Regions from separate parts of the Mus musculus genome. Here regions 1, 2 and 3 are each linked to region 4. The links are chromatin contacts, called in public HiChIP or PLAC-seq and promoter capture Hi-C maps. All regions are on one chromosome and are shown on one strand. The core of a region is the stretch at or near the end of the contact, and the rest is flanking DNA. Distances in the headings are between cores, read along the strand shown. Region 1 overlaps Ipo8 (importin 8). Region 2 holds the start of Ipo8 (importin 8). Region 3 has its middle 23 kb from the start of Caprin2. Region 4 holds the start of Tmtc1 (transmembrane and tetratricopeptide repeat containing 1).

Region 1 (2,719 bases), core at 37-2,536, 350 kb before region 4:
TTTATTAGAATGGTTATATTAACTGAAATTTATGTGAGCAATGGTTATGAGTTCTTATCTTTTTAATTTATTATTTGTATGTGTGTGTACATGCCACATTTACGTATTTGTGTGTGTATATCAAACGTGTGTGCATATACGTATGGGCTTCCTCAGAAGAGGACATCAGATCTCCTGGAACTAGAGTTATAGGCAGTTGTGGGCTGCCTAACATGGGTGCTGGGATATGAACCCAGGTCCTCTGAAAAAGCTGCAAGCACTCTTAACCACTGAACTATTTCTCCAGCACTATGAGCAGTGATCCTACCTGCTGACCCGTCTCACCATCCCAGTCTTGGTATTAAAGATTTATTTTTCATTATATTGGTAAGTTTTAAAAATTGTCCTAGCTTCAGCGTTTATGCAGGAAGACTACAAGTCTATGACCAGCCTGGGCTAGGTAGTGAAAGCCTTTTTCTAAACACACAAGCAAATAAGTTGCTTTCAAATTTTAAAGTAATGTATTAAGATAGTTGAGCTAGGAAATTGCACATTTATTGAAAGTCAACAGTATTAGCCTTTGCACTAATCTGAGTTCAGATCATCATATCTACTGTGTGCCAGGCTAGGTTTCTGTGAATTGCTGTTTGAATAGAACAAGGGTCTTGACTTCTAGGACCCACAGTCTAATCTTAGTGGAGAAGGATGGAGCTTTCAGTTACAGTGGCCAGTATTAGTAAAGGAACATAGTTGTAAGAGGTGCAGTAAGACTGGAGAGGAGTAAGCAAAAACTTGAAGACATCCAACTCTCAGAGGAACACTAAGGTAAAATAGAATTAATTTTTTGAGACAAGGTCTTCAGCCACTCAGGTTGGCCCCAGACTTGCTCTGTAACCAAGGCTGGCTTTGATGAGGTGATCCTCCTGGCCTTCCTCTTACTAAGAGGTAAGGCCAGGAGTAAACTCTGGCCAGTAGTCACTGCTGAGGCCCAGGGACAAGAGTTTAGATGCTGTATTCAGTACTTAGCTGGTTCAAGGATGTTAATAGGTAGGAGAGTCTCTTTGCAAAGGCAGAAGTGAGGGTCAGGAGGCTGAAGGCTATTGTACCTGGTCACAAATGGTCAGGCTAGATTTGCATTGGGCCATTCTTGTCATATGTCAGCTTTCCCGATGAAAACCCAGAGTTCTCCTTCCCAACTGGAACATGGCCTTTCCTTAAAGAAAATTAGCCATGTGTTCATTGTGTCTGTGAGCACAGACTGCTATGTTTAGAAGTGACAGATTTGCTCAGTTAAGTGAGGGTTTGGGAAGCAGGTGCCAGTTACACTGCTGTTAGCCATGTGACTGCAGATTCATCCTGTGTTTGTCAGGCACCCAGGGGGCTTGCTGAAGTAGTGCAGTGTTACTCTGCCGGGCCTTCCTGTACCTAAGACCTTTAAGTGAATCTTTAATTTTCATATTCAATATTTTATTTTTGTGTTTTCATGTTGAAACTCTGGTCTTCAGTAACCAGTGAGTTAGACCAAAGTGACTTAGAGTAGCTATACTTAAGCAAATACTACTTTCACCTTTATTTTTAATTTCACAATACCTTAGAAATCATTGAATCCAGTTTTCCCAAGTATGGGTATTGTGAAGAGAGAAAATTGCATAATTTTGAAAATGAAAGCATTTTTGAATTTGATATTAATTCTTTTTTAAACTTCATGTAGTTTGAACCTTCTGGGTATTGTGAAGAGAGAAAACTGCATAATTTTGAAAATGAAAGCATCTTGCAATTTTGAATTTGATATTAATTTTTTAAAAACTTCATGTAGTGTTCAACTTTCAAAGTTACCATACTTAGCAAAGGAGGCATGAGTTAAGGTTGAGGCATACTCAGCAAATCACATCTGGCTTCATACCTACAGATGAAAATGTAAAGCCTTCTGCATAATTAGAAGCAAATTAGAAGCAAAACCAGCAGTAATTTGCTGGTCACCTGTTCTTTTCATAGATTAAAAAATAATTTTAAAAAGTATTTCTTTTTTGAGATTATCATATAAGCACACCATTTCTCTCTTCCTTCTCCCTGCAAATCCTCCCACTCCTTTTTGCCCTTTTTCAAATTCGTGGCCTTTTTTCATTAGTTGTTACATACATATATGTATATTTTAGTTATAGGTACATGTTCATGTTCATGTTCATGTTCGTGTGTGTGTGTGTGTGTATGTGTGTATGCATGCTCTTGGAAGGTGCATTATACTCAGGAGCTGTAGTTACTACAGAAGTTGTGCACTGCCCAGCATCTGTGTTGTTGAAGTTTTTAATCCCGACGCAGGGTTTATACATCATCACCTTTGAACATTCAGTTTCTGGATAAAAGACACATACAAAACCTTTATATTTACAATAAGCCTTAAACAGCACAAGATCTGGACAGATATCTATCCTCCATGCTATTAGAATCTACTTTACTATCAATAACCCCAAGTTATTACTTACAGTGTTTCATCTGGGCTGCTCTTAACTCCAATTGGCCAGCCCTTAGGGCCATGTTCTATTGACTCCTAACCCATGGCATCTTCCTCCTCCTCCTTCACCTTCTTCTCCCTGTCATGGTCTGTCCAACCTCCCAAAGCCCAGGAATCCTAAACCACATCTATGTCTCTTCTGCCCAGCTATTGGTTGTTGGCATCTTTATTTACCAGTCAGGAATAACTTGAGGTCACATAGCATCACTTGGTTCTGTGTGTGTATGG
Region 2 (2,700 bases), core at 152-2,651, 390 kb before region 4:
ATCCTGAAGAAATTGCCAGGTTCACCAGCAGAAGCTACTAGCTGCTGCAGGAACTTCACAAGCAGTTCTTGGACGAATTTTTCTCAGTGCTGGTGTTACCACAAGTTGAACGCAACAATAGAAGGCTCATAGAGTGTTAGCAAGGCAGAGCAAACCAACGCTCATTGCTTGTTTCCCACTGTCTTTGGGGGTCATATTTATACTCCTTCATCAAGCATCCTTTCACGTGTTTGCTATATCAAGACATCCTTTCACCTGTGTCTGCTAGAGGAAAAACTTTTTTCCTGTGTCTGCTCCAGCAAAATATCCTTTTACCTGTGTCTGCTTTAGCACTGACATCCACCTGTGTGCTCCTGCAAACCATCATTTGACATAACTTTCCAAAGAAACTAGATGTTTCCACTCAAAGGTCTATTAGAGTTGATATCATAAGTAAAGGAAATTGGGGGTGCAGGTAGCAAAGGTAACATTTCAAATTGAAAATGCATTTTTCATTCTGATGGCTGTGTGCATAATGGACTGAAATGGGCATTGCTGGAAGCAATCAGTCATATAGCATACATCCTGTCTCATTTTCTACACTGTTCTTAAATTTAATTGAACCAATACATCGTAATTATATGCTCCTTGGAGGATCACATCTCAGCAGCATTTGCCCACAATCATCTTTACTTTATGTTTTGTATGCTTTGCAGTTGTAGATGGAAACAGCATAACCCTTCTTGCCTTTCACAGTGAAAGTCTGGACATTTTGGGCACTTTTGGTCATATAGTTTCCTTGACTACTGCATTTTTGTGTTTTTACACTCTAAAGAGAAACACACACACACACACACACACACACACACATTTGATTATCTATTAGATTTTGAGTTTTCATACATACAAACCTGCATTAAATTTTATCTTGTTATTATAACATGGTGCCTGTCTGTAAACATTTTTAACAAATGTTCAAAGAATGAATGGCAGGATAAAGGGTGGCGCTCAAACATTAAAGGAAACCTCTTCTGTAAGCTACGTAAGTTCAGGATTCCAGTAAGTTTGTCTTGAAACAGCTCAGTTGTGATGTTCAGAGTTCTCGAACAAAAAGTACCACTCCCTTTAGATATGCCTAATTTGCAACAACTGTAAATAGATGCCAGGCCAATTAACTTACTTTGGTCACACCAGTGGGTGGACAAGCTAGGATTTCCGTACCGCATCATGGCGGCCGTCTGCGGGAGTCTGGTGTTTGGAACAAACTTGAGCGACTTCCTGTAGCAGCACCGCTGTGCAATGAATGCCGGCTCCTGAGACGAGCATCATGGCGTCTCTGGCGGGTGCTGGTCAGTGCAGCACGCCAGGGGAAGAGGCAGCCGTAAAGGAGTCTCCGTTTCCTCTTCCACCTCCCACCGGCTGTCGTAAAAGGTGAATGGAGAGAGAGTTGTCGGGGGGAAGGAGGGAGGACAGGGGGCGCGGAGTCAGAGTGGCGCAGCAAGTAGCTGCAGGCGGTGGTGGCAGCGGCAGGGGGTGGGGGTGAGGTGGTCCCCTGAGGTAGAGGGGGCCAAAAAGGGCCAGGAGACATCCCGGCTGCAACCCGGCCTGCTGGCTCTGGGACCCGAGCTCCCGCCCGCGGACATGGACCTCAATCGGATCATCCAGGCGCTGAAGGGCACTATCGACCCAAAGCTGAGAATTGCAGCTGAGACGGAGCTTAACCAGGTGAGCGAGGGGCTGCCCCTCTTTCTCTTTTTCCTACTCTTCTCCCTTCTCTCCCTCTCTCCTCCAACCCCAGCCTGAGACCAGGACCCCTGCGGAGCAACTGGAGCACCTGTTGGCTATCTGTCCTTTTCTTGGTGCACTTGCTCAGTTCTCTTGGACACATAGCACAAAGAAGCTACGAAACCATTGATAGTGGTCTTTGGGTGTGTTTTCTTTTCCTTTAATGCGCTTACGTGGAGACGCGGTGGGAAAATTCACCAAAGCTAAGCTAGCTTTTCTCCGGACCCGCCCTTTTCAGGTGTTGCTGTCGGAAACCCTGCCCCTCGCCTGCTTCTGGCGGTGGCAGTGTGGATCATGGCACAGTATTGCTGGAGCGCTGGGCAGCACTGTCCGAGAGAGTTCTAGGAAGGGCACGCGGTTTCCCCGTACCATTTCAAAGACTGGGCCGGCCAGTAATACAATATTTGAGGCATTTCTTTGGAATACTGAAATGTGTGTGACTTTGCTTTAGCTGCTTTCCATTTTTCTAAGCAGTCTAGACATTCATTGTTCCAGTGTTACTCTCGTCTTTTTTTTTTTTTTTTTTTTTTTTTTTTGTCCATACCATACTTCTCCCTCCTCCTCCTTTTTTTTCTTCCTTTCATTTCAGAGACAGGGTCTCACTGTGTAGTTCTGGTTAACCTGGAATTCTGTGTTAAACAGGCTGGTTTGGAACTCATAAATCTGCCTGTTGCTTCTGCCTCTGCCTCTAGTCTGCTGGGTTTAAAGGTGTGTGTTACCACATCTGGCCCAACCTTTCAGAATTGTAATATCACAAGCTCTGGTTCTGCTCATGTAAGAGGGACTATCATCCTCTTACTAAAATGTACAAATTAAAATTTCCTTACATGGCTTGACAATTGAGCTTGCTACAAGTGTGAAGGGATATTCCTTAATTAGTGGATCTTGAGGGGTTGCTAAGACCAGTGGCCTATGCTTCTCTGAAAACGGTTGGGT
Region 3 (2,700 bases), core at 117-2,616, 470 kb before region 4:
CTTTACAGAATTATGAGGAACTGAAATGAAATCAAACATGGAAGTTTTAAACAAAATTTTTGAGACAGTTATGTATCCAGGCTGGCCTCAGTAATCACTGTTGGGCAGGTAAGATGGCTTTGGCTATGTGCCTGCCAAGCCTGACAATCTGGAATTTGGTCTCTAGAACCCACAAGGTAGGAGAAAACTAGCTCCCACCATTTTCCTCAGACCTTTTCACATGTGCTGTGGCACAATCAAGATTGCTTTTTCCTTTGTCTTTAGTGTGCCTAGAGTCAGGGTGCTTTTATATACAAAATATGTTTCTCAGACTTCATATTCCAGTTTCTGTGAGCTGGGAAGCTTGTATATAGACTGTTTGCTTCTGTCCTTCCAGTGCCAGGAGTCAGAATGTCAAGGTGAGAACTGAAGCAGAGACCATAGAGGAGAGCTGCCGACTGTTTGTTTGCTTTTCATGGTTCTACAACCTGGGACTAATTCCCCAGTGAGCTGGGCCCTCCCACATCAATCATTAGTCGGGAAAACGTGCCACATATTACAGAGGCTGCCTTAGTTATTCTGTTGGTGTGAGAGACACCATGACCAAGGCACCTCTGATAAAGCATTTAGTTGAGAGCTTGCTCACAGTTTCAGAGGGTTACTTTGTTATCATGGCAGGCATGGTGCTTGCAAGTAGCTGAGGGCTTTACATTCTTACCAGAAGTCAGTGGACAGTAAAGCAACTTAGCCTGGGCTTTTGAAACCTCAAAGCGCACCATCTCCAACATGTCCTAACCCTTTCCAACAGCTGACCAACTGGAAACGAGGATTCAAATACATGAACCTATGAGGCCATTCTTATTTAAACCAACACAGAGGCATTTAGATTCTCTTCCCTGAGAAGTCTAGGTTTGTGAAATTGGCAAACCAACTAGGACAAACTGAACCAACACACTAGCATTTTGATCTATGATGCTACCACTGATTACAGAAGTAGGAAGGTGGATCTGTTCTGAAACACCCATGAGCCAAGTGATCAAACACTGATCAAAAGTCCTGTAAAGTTCAGTCTTAATTACATTTTTGTACCATGTCCAGAGAAACTTACAAAAGAAAGCATTTAATTGGGATCTTGCCTAACAGTTTCAGAAGGAAATGTCAATGACCATTGTGGGAGCTTGACAGCAGGCAGTCAGGCATGAAGCTGAATCAAGCTGAAAGCTTTCAGATTGAGACAATCATGAGAGAGACACAACCCAGAGGTAGAGAAAGCTGGGTGGGCTTTTGATTCCTCAAAGCCTAGTTCCAGTAACATACCTTCAACAAGCCCACACCTAATCCTCCCCATACTTTTACAAGCTGCAGCCCAAACATTGAAACAAATATATGAGCCTTTGAGAGCCATTCTTATCCAAATCACCACTATTCTTAAACAAACCTGCAGCTGAGTGGAAGTGTAAAGAGTTTAACTTGAATAAAGCCTGCTTTTCTGATTCCTGTTTGCTTTCTTTTTCTTCAAAACAGGGTTTCTGTATAGGCCTCAGTCCTGAAACTCATTCTGTACACCAGGCTGGCCTGGGACTCAGAGGCTCACCTTCTTCTTCCTACTGAGTGGTGGGATTAAAGGGGTGTGCCACCTCATCAGGCAATGTTTGCTTGCTTTTTATTTATTTTATGTATATGATACACTGTAGCTGTACAAATGGTTGTGAACCACTATGTGGTTCCTGGGAATTGAACTCAGGACCTCTGCTCACTCCGGGCCCACTTGCTGTGGCCCAAAGTACACTGTAGCTGTCTTCAGACACACCAGAAGAGGGCATCAGATCTCATTACAGATGGTTGTGAGCCACTGTGGTTGCTGGGATTTGAACTCGGGACCTTCGGAAGAGCAGTCAGTACTCTTAACAGCTGAGCCATCTCTCCAGCCTGCTTGCTTGCTTTTTAAATTATTTATTTATTCTTAAATTTGTGTACGTTGGTGTTCCTTCCTCTGGAAAAGGAAAGCAACCAGGGACCTTAACTCTCCAGCCCACATTTGTTTACTCTGTAAACTAGCTTGATGGTCCAGCAGCCAGTGCCTCTTTAATCCAGAAAAGTTTTCTGCTTCCTGCAAAGGCTGGTCATGGAAGATGAGTTTACCTGTTTGTGTGTGGTTCATGTGTACGCCTTTAGTGTTTGAAACAAGATCTCTTACTAAAGCTGTGGCATAACTAGAAACACCAGGGACCCCCTCCTGCCTCCACTACTGAGATTACAGCTGTGCCCCAACATGACTGGATACAAGGGATCTGAACTTTGGTCCTCGCCTTACTAGACAGCAGCACTCTTCCAGCTGATCCAGAAAACCCCAGTTTTGTTTTTAATGCCAGTTTGAAATGTATTATAAAAGATGGGGGCAGGAAGATCACAATTCTAGACCACCTGAGGTATATGAAATCCTGGGTTAAAAACAGCTTCAAAACAGCCAGAACTTAGTGCCAGCTGTCAATGTCATGCTGAAGTTCTCCAGGCACCCGTAGTCCAGTGTCCATATTGATCCAGCATCCTGATGCCTGGCAGTTTTTGTGTGATGTTTAATGAACTGGGACTGGAAAAGGAAGAGACAGCCAAGTTGGATCAAAGGTAGGAGTTTCATGGGCTCATTCATGAAAGAAAGGAGCCAGAGGGTCCTATTGGATAATTTCTCTAGCTAGCAGTGGAGTTTGGTTACTCATTGTT
Region 4 (2,700 bases), core at 174-2,673:
TGTGTGTCTCGGTTCAGCAGTCACTGAGGGTCAGATGTTCTAAGAAAGCTGTCATTGGGACACAAGATTTCAGCTTTGCTCCTCTCTCACCAATTTTGATTCACCAAGAAAAACCAACAATAAACAAAACATCAAAAGAGGCAAGAATGGATCCTGTCTTGGACTATGTCCCTGTTAATTTGGGAACTGCTGCATTAAGTGCTCTGGTGTTTAAATTTAAGGAGCCATCGGGAGGCTCAAAGAACAAATTCTCCTTTCCATTTCAAGTTTCTTTTCTTTCTTGTCAAAAGTTTGATGTTGTTTGGCTTTTGTTTGTTTTAATGACGACTTTATTTTGAGGTTTGGGGTCTGGATGTATGAAGTCTCAGTTAATTTCAGTAATAAAGCCATGTCCATTCACAAGTGGCCTGAAAGAACCAACGGGGCTTTTCAGTATTAGGGGAAGTCAGTGTTTTTCTGGAATACCTCATTTATTTGTTGTGATTGGCATTCAAAAGTAGAACAGTTTCGAGAAAGACAGGAAGTTTCTGAGCCAGAGGCAATGCCAAGGCAGTCCATAGTTTTAATTTGTATTTAAGGGTCAAGGCAGTCTCCCAGGAGACAATAATTATTCCCAAGAGATCCAACCAGTAAAATAGCAGGTAAAGTAGCTGGGCCTGGGCAGCTGAGGTAGGGGGTACTCTAGGATTCGAGATCAGCCTGGCTTCTGTAGCCAATGCCCAGGACTGCCTGAATGTCAGCCTAAGGCAGGGTCTCAAAACCAAAACCAAAAGAAAGCCAGAAGTAATGTGTTCAGCGCCTCCTTCATTGCTTAAGAGTTTAAGGGAAAAACAAAAGGAAGAGCTTCCCATACGGAAATAAAAATCAAAACCGGGCTTATTATAAGCAGCAGCAGAAACAGCAAGGAGGCAGTTCACAGCCGGGGATGCACCCCTGGGCTTTGGGGAAAGGACTGCTGCGCGCGTTGCGTTCCCAGGACTGGGGCATAGCACCTTGGAAGACTTTAAGCCCTGCGGGTGCTGGAGCTTGTCCCCCATCTGTCCAGCTGGTTTCGAATCGCTCACGCCTCCAGGGAGAGAGGGTGTCCGGGTCCAGACTGAGTACCTGACAAGCCTGCCGATTTGCGGCCGGGAGGCGGCGGGGACCTGCCCCTCCGCAGCTGAGACCGGCTGGGGACTGGTCTGGGAAAGCAGTTGGGCGTACCCGGTGGGACCCTGGGTGGCCTTCCCGCGTGTCCCCTCAAGCCCTGCGGCGACCCGCTAAACCTGCGCGCTCTGGCTGTCCCGGACTCAGCGCCAGCTGGTAGAGGCCAGGTGTTGGGGACCTCAGGTCCCAGGATCCAGGAGGCGGAGGCGCGCAAGCGGGCATGCGCAGAGTGGGCGGAGGCGGCGGCGATGGCCCGGGGAGGCGGGGGGATCGCTGTTTATTTGCAGCTGGGCCACCGCGGCGGCAGAGCACCGGGCGCCCGGGCGGGGACAGTGGGCGTGCGATGCCTGAGCCAAGCAGGCCGCTGCGCGCCCGGGTCCCGGCCGGGGAGGATGCGCGCTGCGCGGGAGCGGCCGTGCGGGCGGTGCGATGCTGGTGACCCGCGGGGACCGCGGCGGCGGGGAGCGCGCGCCCTCGCGGCGCCCGCGCTGCGGGCTGGTTCCAGCGGGGGCCGCGGCGCTGCTAGCTGGGGCCAGCTGCCTTTGCTACGGCCGCTCGCTGCGGGGCGAGTTTGTACACGACGATGTGTGGGCGATCGTGAACAACCCCGACGTGCGGCCCGGGACACCGCTGCGCTGGGCCATCTTCGCTAACGACTTCTGGGGCAAGGGCCTGGCGGACAGCACCAGCCACAAGTCCTATCGGCCACTGTGCGTGCTGTCCTTCAGGTGAGCCTGTGCGTCCTGGGGTCTAGACGCCTCTCCTTGGAGAAGGGATGGTACGGCGGGGACACTTCTGACAGGTCCCTCGGTACCTCCTCTAGGTTGTTCTCCCCTTTCTCTCAGTTCTACCCCTGGTCTTTTAGTCATCAGCCAGATCCTCCTGGATTTATCTTGTGTTCTGGCTGTTCAGTCTGGTCCTCTAGGTTCTACGCTTTGCATCTCTGCCCTGTTCCGTTCTCCAATCTCTGCCCCAGGTCCTCTGGGCTCTATGCTTGGCGCTCCTGATTCTATCTTAAGTGTTCTCCAGGGTCTGTCCCAGGCCCTCACAACTCTAGTATTCTGTCAGCGCAGCCCCAGATTTTCTCTGAACGAGGTTCTCTCCGCTCTGCCCCGAGATCTCGTTGCTCTGGCTGGGTTCTCTCGGGTCGGACTCTGATCCTATTGCTCCAGGCTTAGTCCTGAATCCACCTGGCTCTACCTCTGGTCATTACCCGGGACAGCTTAAGGTTCTCAAGGCTTTGCTCAGGTTCTGAAGCACTACATCGTTTTCTTCTGGCTCTGTTTTGGGTACTCTCCGCGCTACTCGGGGAGATCTCTGCTCTGCCCTATATCTTCCCAGCTAAACCTAGGTTCTCCCGCGCTTCCTGGCTGCGGAGTTGGGACCGAGTTCTGCCTGCTATGTCCCCCGGGGCTTCAAGGATGGCAGACTTCTCGCTGGAGCTTTTCCTACCCGCGATTAGCGGGTTCCAGAGGGTGGCGATGCTCCAAGTTGTCAGCTTCTCCAGGGAGGTTGTACTGCTGGGCAGATGAGGAATAAAGGGACCGGACCAGG

Evidence for each region. Promoter capture Hi-C pulls out the DNA fragments that hold promoters and counts their contacts. HiChIP or PLAC-seq counts read pairs in DNA pulled down with a chosen protein or histone mark.
Region 1: a contact with region 4 is called in a promoter capture Hi-C map of hippocampal neurons, with 2.8 times the contacts expected there. The contact joins the enhancer-like site here to the promoter of Tmtc1 in region 4. A contact is called at or near these places in 8 of 39 promoter capture datasets (cranial neural crest, embryonic stem cells, frontonasal cranial neural crest and 4 more), 1 of 484 Hi-C or Micro-C datasets (stem cell-derived neural progenitor cells), 5 of 115 datasets of contacts at active chromatin or transcription factors (embryonic forebrain, embryonic stem cells and stem cell-derived neural progenitor cells) and 1 of 9 other capture datasets (embryonic stem cells).
Region 2: a contact with region 4 is called in an H3K4me3 HiChIP or PLAC-seq map of embryonic stem cells, with 19 read pairs. The contact joins the promoter of Ipo8 here to the promoter of Tmtc1 in region 4. A contact is called at or near these places in 3 of 39 promoter capture datasets (cranial neural crest, embryonic stem cells and stem cell-derived epiblast-like cells), 1 of 15 datasets of contacts at CTCF or cohesin (the NIH/3T3 cell line), 6 of 484 Hi-C or Micro-C datasets (the N1E-115 cell line, embryonic stem cells and nephron progenitors), 11 of 115 datasets of contacts at active chromatin or transcription factors (astrocytes, embryonic midbrain, embryonic stem cells and 3 more) and 2 of 9 other capture datasets (adipose tissue and embryonic stem cells).
Region 3: an H3K4me3 HiChIP or PLAC-seq map of embryonic stem cells shows a contact between it and region 4, with 35 read pairs. The contact joins the enhancer-like site here to the promoter of Tmtc1 in region 4. A contact is called at or near these places in 18 of 39 promoter capture datasets (the 3T3-L1 cell line, the C10 cell line, the HPC-7 cell line and 11 more), 2 of 15 datasets of contacts at CTCF or cohesin (large pre-B cells and pro-B cells), 49 of 484 Hi-C or Micro-C datasets (B cells, CD8 T cells, the G1E-ER4 cell line and 20 more), 18 of 115 datasets of contacts at active chromatin or transcription factors (astrocytes, craniofacial prominence, embryonic forebrain and 6 more) and 2 of 9 other capture datasets (adipose tissue and embryonic stem cells).

Annotation. Positions count from the first base shown.
Region 1 is chr6:148,793,903-148,796,621 of GRCm38.p6, reverse strand. All of the region lies in intron 16 of Ipo8 (importin 8), which reads left to right. Among named protein-coding and RNA genes, the nearest start is that of Ipo8, 36 kb to the left of the region's middle. Within about 2 kb of position 1,286, at least 7 of the 459 cell types and tissues checked have an H3K27ac peak or open chromatin away from gene starts, as enhancers often do. A contact at or near this core is called in hippocampal neurons, where this site is marked.
Region 2 is chr6:148,830,168-148,832,867 of GRCm38.p6, reverse strand. It overlaps Ipo8 (importin 8), which reads left to right and starts at 1,401. Exons shown (of 25, transcript NM_001081113.1): 1 at 1,401-1,704. The coding sequence starts at 1,621. It overlaps 2610017A05Rik (a long non-coding RNA gene), which reads right to left and starts at 1,248. Exons shown (of 2, transcript XR_869626.1): 1 at 1,160-1,248; 2 at 1-3.
Region 3 is chr6:148,917,712-148,920,411 of GRCm38.p6, reverse strand. No RefSeq gene overlaps it. Among named protein-coding and RNA genes, the nearest start is that of Caprin2, 23 kb to the right of the region's middle. Within about 2 kb of position 1,366, at least 6 of the 459 cell types and tissues checked have an H3K27ac peak or open chromatin away from gene starts, as enhancers often do. A contact at or near this core is called in embryonic stem cells, where this site is marked.
Region 4 is chr6:148,443,075-148,445,774 of GRCm38.p6, reverse strand. It overlaps Tmtc1 (transmembrane and tetratricopeptide repeat containing 1), which reads left to right and starts at 1,423. Exons shown (of 20, transcript NM_198967.5): 1 at 1,423-1,874. The coding sequence starts at 1,576.